Linked DNA regions of Rattus norvegicus: region 2 is linked to region 1. The links are chromatin contacts, called in public Hi-C maps. All regions are on one chromosome and are shown on one strand. Each heading gives the region's core, a stretch centred on a gene start, on an enhancer-like site or on the middle of the called end of the contact. The rest is flanking DNA. Distances are from core to core; before and after follow the strand shown.

Region 1 (4,420 bases), core at 1,287-3,786:
TCTTAGTATGACGAAAATTTGGATATGACAGAAGATACCTCAATAAAACTCTTCTAGAATAAAAAGTTTATTTTATAAACAGCATACAGAAAACAAATCTTTAATTCAAGAGTGGACAGCAACTTATCACATCTAGCTAGCTTTATCCTTCCTGGGAAGGATTTTTAGGAAACAGGCAATACCTATTAATGCCTCTCCACTCAAAGGTGTGTCATCATGAGAAGAGGTAAATGTAAGAAGGGAAACTCAATTTACAGTGCAAATCAGACAGCACTGGAGTGGAAAGGAGGCCACTGGTGAATTTCCGCTTGGTGATAGCATCAAATGGGGTTGTCCTAAAAGAACTGGGGTGTGTGTGTGTGTGTGTGTGTGTGTGTGTGTGTGTGTGTGTATGTGTGTGTGTGTATTTGTATTTTTTAATCAAACTCAGTTTAGCACCCAATGAGGTCTTCCAGAAGGAACAGAGTATGGAATCCTCATATATGCACAGAAAGGACCCCTTACACAGTCCTATTCTGGAGTGTAAACCATGGCTGCTGCTGCTAGGACTAAGATAATACTTACTCAGCTGATGGTACACTGGTTTATGTAACCCCTGAAGTTTATTGGATGCTATGGCCGCAAGTTTGCCAGGGGGCTGCATTTTGCCATCCAAGAGATACCACATTCGAGCAAAAGTGGCCCATTGCTAGAAAACAAAGAAAAGGATGAAGAAAATTCTACTTAAAAATGGAAATAATTAAAAACATTACAACATGCTATCATGCATATTCTATAATCAATGCCAGCAATCACTTTGAAAAACAGACTATCACTAATTTTTTTTTTTTGGTGTGTGTGCATGTGTGTGTGTGTGTGTGTGTGTGTGTGTGTGTGAGCATGTGTATATTTTGTTTTCATTATCAGTTCTGAAGTCTTTTCCCATTGTTGTATTAGGATAGTCAGGCATGTTATACAGAAAGCTGGGAGGCTAATTGGCAACTGAAGATATCTCAAGAACTCAGTTCCAGGAGAGCTAATGGCAACTATGCAATCAGAGAAGTATAGCTGAGGTTCAACATGTCTGTGTGCGTGACGACTGGGATATACTTGACAACAGCCAAGCACTCTACCCCTGAGATACCTCACTAGCCCCTATTCCATGCTTTTGAGACAGAGTCTCATTAAGTTACTCAGCTTGGCCTGAGTTTACTCTGTAGCTCCCAAAGGCTTGAATGTAGAACTTTCCCCACTTCATTCTCTAGAATAGCTGGTACTACAGGCCTGTCTTCCAAGACATCTTTAGGTCATCTGATAAAAATCACTGGCTTCAATGTCTCCAAACTAAGGAAATTATCTCTGTTCCAGAAAGACCTTGTCCAGGTCCGTTCATATGCATACACACAGAAGTTATATGCTAGAAAAATACACTTAAGCTTGTGGTTTCGTATTGGTTATCCTCAACTTTAAACTATCCTACACATATGCAGAAGGCAAGTTTACCCCATCCCATGAGGACTAATGCTTTAAAAAAAAAAGCTTGATAAACAATGCAAATGCTGCCATACATCAACTCAACGTCAAAGTTTTAAAGTGTTGACTTTCACATCTGGTATTTACCTCATTACAGACAGGTAACAACTACATTTAATGGAGATGTACTTCAAGTAGCATCAGGCTAGGAATCATCTTGGATTAACATACCAGAAACTAATTCTTTCTCTTCTACTTAATACAGAGTATTTTGTGTGGCATACTAGAAATAGCATTCTAACTGAATTCTCCGTTTTGTCTTTCAAAGATCCCCCATCTGTGAACAGTCTTGTGATCAAGGGTGCTTAATCCTTTTGATAAGACTTCAAGGTCAAAACCCTACAACAGGTCTCCATTCCTTTTTAAACTCTTTTTAAAGCGCAGATCGATTTCAAGGTTGGCCTTGAACTTCTGATCTTTGTCCCTCCACCTTCCATGCGTGCACTACAATTACAGATTTATGCAGTGCTTGGGATAGAACCCAGGGCTTCCGGTATGCTAGGCAAGCACTACACTGCATCAGTTACAGCTCCACCCCCACCCCACCCCCGTCTCCACTGTACTAAACAAAAATAAACATATTTTAGTGGTTTTCACTGCCCCACGTCACTCAAACTATTATCTTACTTTAGTTCTCTCCTCAAGGAACTAAAGACACGAAAGGGGTAGGCTGAAGAGAGAAAGGAGCAACAAAACAAGGATATCAAGTGGTGGCCAGACTCACAACTCTCTGGTATGTGACTTCCTAAAGCAGCTCTTGGCTACAGGAGTCAGCTTCCTTGAATGCTCAGCCTCTGTATCAAATCCTTGTGAACCACTGCTCTTCATTTTCGCCATCGTACAGAGCACACTGTCCTGCCCGAAGCGTGCAAGCTCACCTGGGGCGCCTTTGAGAAGCTAGACATGCTCCCCAACCTACAGCGTCCTTTCCTTTGCTCTGGCCCAGCCGGGGCACAAGCACAATCTGTCCGGCTGGAAACAGAGAAACCCGAACACGAAGGTTCCTATCACTGTCGTGCATTCATCCGCTTCCCTGCTACTCTCGGGTCCCCGCCGGTAGCCGTTTCGTTATGAAAGGAGCAAACAGTGTGGCTACTGAGAGAATAATTTCCCAAAATAATTGGCAGGAAAACCAACGTAGGACAGTATTTTCCAGCTAACCTAAGCGGCAGGAAACCGGAAGTGCGCGTTGCGCGCGGCTCTTTTGAGACCTAAAACTGAGCCTGAGTGCGAAGAAGATGGATCGGTACTTGCTGCTGGTCAGCTGGAGGGAAGGAAAGTTCCGATCCGTGGCTGGTGGGGAGATGGAGCCCGGGACTGAGGCGTCATCCCTGGAGAGCACCGAGAAACAGCCTCGTAAGCTCTGGGCTGAGAAGAGGCGGGAAAGACCGGTGGGGAGGGAAGGATTTGAGTTTCTGAAGTCCCGGAGGGAGGAGCATAGGTCGAATGGTCCCGGGAACATACAACTCTCTGAAGTAGTTTTTATAAGAACTGAACAGTAGTATAATGTCAATGGAAAAGATATAAAATTGTGGGTATTGGATGCCAGTGTCCCAAGTGCTTGGCAAACTGAATATTTACCCGGTTAAATCTCCTGGTGGCATAGTAATCGAATTTTTGCTTTCTGGGGAAGGTATGCATTTAGAAAGTAGTAACCCTTGGTGTACCACCTTGAAGAAAATACAGAAACGATAGGTTTTGCAGATCTGAGTTTCCATTCTATTAAGGGAACATGCCACAGTAAAAAAAAAAAAAAGAAAAAAAAAAGGAATGACCGGTTTTAAAAGATTTTTAGCTGCTTTTAGTTTTTTGTTTGCATTGTTTTTTGATGTACCTGACTAGTCTTTATTACATTTTCTTTGTTTCGATTAAGCAGACATTTTGAGGAAGAAAAGTATATAGTTCATATATACATCTTTTGGAAGGAAGTTTTGATTTCTTTTACTGATTAGCATATATAAATCTGGAGAGTTGATTGTTTTCTCTGCTGTGTCAGCACTAGAATAGACTTGATCAACATATATATGGTATATACAACTTACTGGCCTTCAGATACTCTGGTAGTGAAATTGAAACAGACCTAGATTATGTTAACTCTTGAGCCCACTGAATTAGGTCTTTATTTTTATAGATTTGACAGCAACCAATATTTATCACCTCTTGAAGAGAAGCATTAATGATTCAATCCATCCAGATGATAGTACGTTCCCCGGTAAGTACAACAGTGTAATGAAATTCCCCCCTAAAGTCTGACACAGCATTTTATTGGAAATCAGTTAGTTTGATAGCCTAGGAGTATAAGAAATACTTGTTGACTTTGAATGAGGCACAGGGATATGGGGGTATCTTAAATTTTCAACTACATTATTATTCCTGATATTCAAATGTTGTAAGTTGTTATAAAAGTTATTCTGGACTTCCAACTTGAGTTCTGCTTCTGTGTAATTCTTGCTCTCCTAGAACTCTTATCTACAGACCGGGCTGGCCTTGAACTCTCAGAGATTCACCTGCTTCTGTCTCCTTAGTGCTGGTATTAGAGGCATGGGCCACCACCACTGCCCTGCTTGTGGACACATTGTTAAAGTTCCTACTCTGACTTAACATTACCACACGTGGGTGTTTTATTTCTTGTCCACTTTTACTGATTATCTTAAAACAAAAACAACTTTGTGCTTGCTAAAGATAGTGTTTTTCCTCTCAGTTCTCAACTGCTTTGACCTTTTGAAGTTATCTGACTCTTTTGGGCAAGAAATCTTTCCTACTTTTAGCTCTATTGGCATTTTACAAATAGCTCTATTTGCTTTAATAATTTCCTTCTTTATCTGATAATATCCTTTAAAGGCCCAGACAATAGGAATATGGAGACAGATCAAATCCTAAAAGCTGTTGGAAATATTTATAGATAGCA
Region 2 (4,317 bases), core at 884-3,383, 510 kb after region 1:
TATGTTTTGTTTCCGTTTGAAAGGAATCGGATTCCTTGGATAGATTCTATATGTGGAGCAGAAAATATTGATGATGAACCTGAGATCATGATCAAATGTAAGGATATCTGAGCTAACATTAAGAAGCCCCACTGACTAGAGCTGAGGAAAACGTAATATCGCATGCACCAGATATGAAAACAGGAAAGGTCCTTGGGAGAGGGTTGGGCAGTGATCTACTTTTTGGAAAATTAAAAAAATGAAAAGAATAAAGCATTTGTTACACCTCTTATTTGTTTTTTGTTTGTTTGTTTGTTTTATGTCACCACACAATGGGGGAGGGGAAACTCTTCCTTCAAATTCTTTTGGCCAACAGATTCTGTCTCCACCTTGCTAATTCTAATGGATGCTGGATCTGGAACATGGTCATTCATGCACCACTAAGTACAGGGTGACAGGAAGTTTGATCATGGAGGCATTATCAGATGGACATTTTCCCAGTGCACTGATCGGTTCTGACATCAGCAAGTGGGGATGGCCGGGAGTCATGGGAATCCAGAGGAAAACACAGGTGAAGCTGTAGGATCCTCACTACACAAAGAATGAATTCTGTACTCTAATTCCGTGTCTGTATTAACTGTGGATGGTCACAGAAGAATGAATTATTTGACAGTAGAGCATTAGCACATCCATTGTTTGAACCCTTCTATAGTCTGAACTTTCCCTTCCCTTTTCAGAACAGAGGAACATGTGCATGGCAGAAGGCCAAGGCGAGGTGCTATGAACCCCTAAAGACAGAGGAGACTGATACCGAGGAAGCTCACTGGGTCCCAAGGTGATCAGTCCGAAGGGAAAAGTGCATTTTGGAGACACTTGGGTCCATTGGAAGGTTGTCTTTCTTATCAGATTGCGAACCATGATTATTAATTGTACAATGTGTGACAGTGAGGAAGCTCTGAGCTCTGGTCTACTAGAGACACATAATGGCTAGCCTAGAGTTAAAGAGACAGCATCTGGGCTAAGCTTATTGCAAATACAAAACGATACATGAAACAAATTATGCTTGACTCAAAGTGAGCTTTTCTAGTCTTACAGAGCATTTCTGAGGAGTCGCTTAAGATGAAAAAACAGATTTTGGGTAAAATGAATGCATAGATAATTAAAGGAAAGCTGCACTTAACAGCTTTGTCTTGGCGTGAGGGAAGGGTAGCTGCTTTGCCTAGTTTCAGATTATACCCCCAAAATTACCAAAAACATCCTCATAGCCAATGCCCAGATAAAGTGTTCAATGTCAAGGCCTACCAGCTCCTTGAAGAGCTTCCCTTTGCTTCAGAAACCATCTTGATTACTCCTTTCCTCTGAGGAGAACGTGGTGGTAGGGCTTGTATCTCTGCTTCTGTGAAAGCTGTTTTATCTTGTTCTTTCTGTTCTGATTAGTCAATAAGTGCAGAATATTGGCCAAGAGAACTCTACCCAGCTCAGTGGAAGTACATTGTTTTAGAACAATGCACTGTTTTTTTCTTTATTCTTTCCTTTCTTCTTCTTTTTTTTTTCTTCTTCTAACACCAGCTGCTTTCTTCTCCAGGATGTCTTGAGGCATTTTATCCAGTTCAAGTGACATCACTGGGAATGCCCCTTTCTCCCTTTTGTGTGTCATCCTTGAGTTTACGTAAGGTGAGCAAGCTTACGTTCTCCTGAATGAAGCAATCTGTGTTAAAGTTAGAACAAAAAAATACCCTGGCGAAAAACAAAACAGAAAAGGATCTGGAAACCACTGTCCAAGGCGTCTTTCAAATACGCTTGCACGAACCACGTGACACTGACTACTTGCTCCAGTAGGTCTTTATACTACCAGTATCATCAGAACAGTCAAACTCTTCTGTTAGACTGATGAAAGATGACAATTACTAAGTATTTTCTCACACTCTGCCTACAGGGAGTTTTGTCCTCAGAAAGCAGACAGGGAGACATAGCAGTTCTCTGGCAGGAAAGAGTGGGAGAAGACTTGAAATGAGACAATAGGGAGAATTTGCCAGGATGTTTATTTATCCACCATCGTACAGACTGCTTGTTTTCCTGGGCACTGATCTGACCCCTTAAAACCAAAACAACCAAGACTGAAAAGGCAAAACAAAACATTCTCCGCGGCCTTGGCTGCGCAGTCCCTTGTCATTGCTGCCATCTAATGGCGGTAGGTGGTAACACAGGTTAAAGTGAAGCCCTAGCTGCTGTTTGCTTCTTTCCAATTGTCCCACAGGTAGAACAGACTTACCTTGGAGAGGGAGGGTCATATGATACGACTTTAGTTGTGGAAATGTATTTATGTGATATATATTCTTGAGAAGGGCTGTGTGTTTGTGCTATCTTAACGTGTCCCAAAAGGGCTCCTAGCAGCGGGAGAGACTAAACTGGGTAGGATTAATGCCCACGAAGTCCCGAGGAATAACCTTCACAGTTTTTCTGTGTAACAACAGAGACTCCCATGACCCTGTGCGGCAGCTCTCAGAGGATGGTAAAGATTCGTTCCATCTGAATGATTACTGTGTTAAGTCCTAGTAAACTCATCATTATTTCAGGAAACTGGTCTTTATTCAGTTTCTGTGTATCCCGTGGCTGAACGTCTACAGGCTATAAAGATTTCTTTGGTCTTAGATCAGGTTCATGAGAACCTCTGGGTTCTTAGGACTATCATCCTACAGCGCATTTTCCTACTCTCCTGGATTCAGGCTAATAGTTAATGTTAACATATTTTAAAACAATACAACTTCTTTGACTATTAGGTAGCTTTGAATAGCGTCAGCTTGTGCTTTTTGGCTGTCCTATGCGAACACTCTCAGAGGAGAATCCCCAGCTTTGATATGTGGTTTGCCTATGTCGAGACTCTGGAGATGCCTGACCCAGTTCAGGAGGTGTACTGGGGGACATAGAAGCTATTTCAGAAGGAGGGGAAGTCATTTATGCCTCCCACCCTCTTGTCTCTACTGTAGTTTATGTATATTTGTTTAAGAGGCTTTTGTGGATTAAACGACCTAGCTTTAATTAAACTTGTCCTCACAAAAAAAGATGAGGTAACGCTAATAAAACTTTTGCTGACTCACCAAAATAAAGAAATTAATTACTAAAACTTTGTGCCTAAAAGCAAAATCCAAGCACAAATAATGGATGATAACAAGGAAGATGGAGAAGACAGTTCAGAAAAGCACACACTGCAGTAGGTCGAGTTCAGTTCCTTGATAAGGAAAGAAATATTGTTTAAATCAGGTGAGTCTGTGAACATGCTTAAAGATTTTTGGTAATCCCCAAGAAAATTGAAGCCTCAGTTTATAAAATATGTTCACAGTTAATTATTGAATGATATACCTTTATTTTAGAAAAAGTCCATTTATGTGTTCATTGAAAAAGACATATCCAAATCACAAAACAGTAAGGTTATTTTTTTTAAAAAAGGCCCAAGAAAATATGCACAAAGAAATTATTATTAAAACTAAAGACGCCAACCAACCAGAGCTTCCAGGGACTAAGCCACTACCCAAAGACTATGCATGGACTGACCCTGGGCTCCAACCTCATAGGTAGCAATGAATAGCCTAGTAAGAGCACCAGTGGAAGGGGAAGCCCTTGCTCCTGCCAAGACTGAACCCTCAGTGAATGTGATTGTTGGGCGGAGGGCGGTAATGGGGGGAGGATGGGGAGGGGAAGACCATATAGAAGGGGAGCTGGAGGGGTTAGGAGGATGTTGGTCCGGAACCTGGGAAGGGGAATAACAATCGAAATGTAAATAAGAAATACTCAATTAATAAAGATGAAAAAAGAAAAAGAAAAAAACTAAAGACAATTTACTATTATTAATATCATATAACATCTTTAACATTATATAATAAACTAAACACTTGTAAATGCTGACAAAATAAACGTATGCAATACTGGGTATTTTACACATTTAATGAAGTAGCTTTGGGAAAAAAGGAAGCAAAATCCCAATACTAAAAAGGACAAACTCATAGTTCTACTGTCATTGTAAGATATTTTAAGAAATTTCCCTCAATACACTTTTAAAAACACAGTGAAAAAATGAGATTCACACACATGATTAACACATAGAACCCAATACTTTCTAAGCAAGACTTAAACGTTAATTTTTTTAAAAAAGAGAAGATTTCATAAGGCCGAGCAACTGGTGTCAGGAAGATTAAGATCTCCGACCGCAGCACAAAAATTAAAACACAAAAATTAGCAGGTGGCCTCCCTACCTATACTTTCTGTTATACGTACTTCTCAGAAGACTGGAGTTCAGGTGGTAACCAAGCAGTCTGGGGATCAGGCCTGAGCAGTATTTAC

What was found. Hi-C and Micro-C count contacts between places; a contact is called where the count stands out from the background.
Region 2: a Hi-C map of Schwann cells shows a contact between it and region 1, with 7 times the contacts expected there. The contact joins the enhancer-like site here to the promoter of Mtbp in region 1. A contact is called at or near these places in 9 of 12 Hi-C or Micro-C datasets (the A7r5 cell line, the Rat2 cell line, Schwann cells and 6 more) and 1 of 1 datasets of contacts at active chromatin or transcription factors (oligodendrocytes).

What each region holds. Positions count from the first base shown.
Region 1 is chr7:88,860,403-88,864,822 of GRCr8, forward strand. Mtbp (MDM2 binding protein) reads left to right here and starts at 2,537. Exons shown (of 22, transcript NM_001130717.2): 1 at 2,537-2,868; 2 at 3,644-3,724. The coding sequence starts at 2,751. It overlaps Mrpl13 (mitochondrial ribosomal protein L13), which reads right to left and starts at 2,419. Exons shown (of 7, transcript NM_001006985.1): 1 at 2,391-2,419; 2 at 565-688. The coding sequence starts at 2,417.
Region 2 is chr7:89,368,993-89,373,309 of GRCr8, forward strand. No RefSeq gene overlaps it. Among named protein-coding and RNA genes, the nearest start is that of Trnak-cuu17, 130 kb to the left of the region's middle. Within about 2 kb of position 2,134, at least 4 of the 93 cell types and tissues checked have an H3K27ac peak or open chromatin away from gene starts, as enhancers often do. A contact at or near this core is called in Schwann cells, where this site is marked.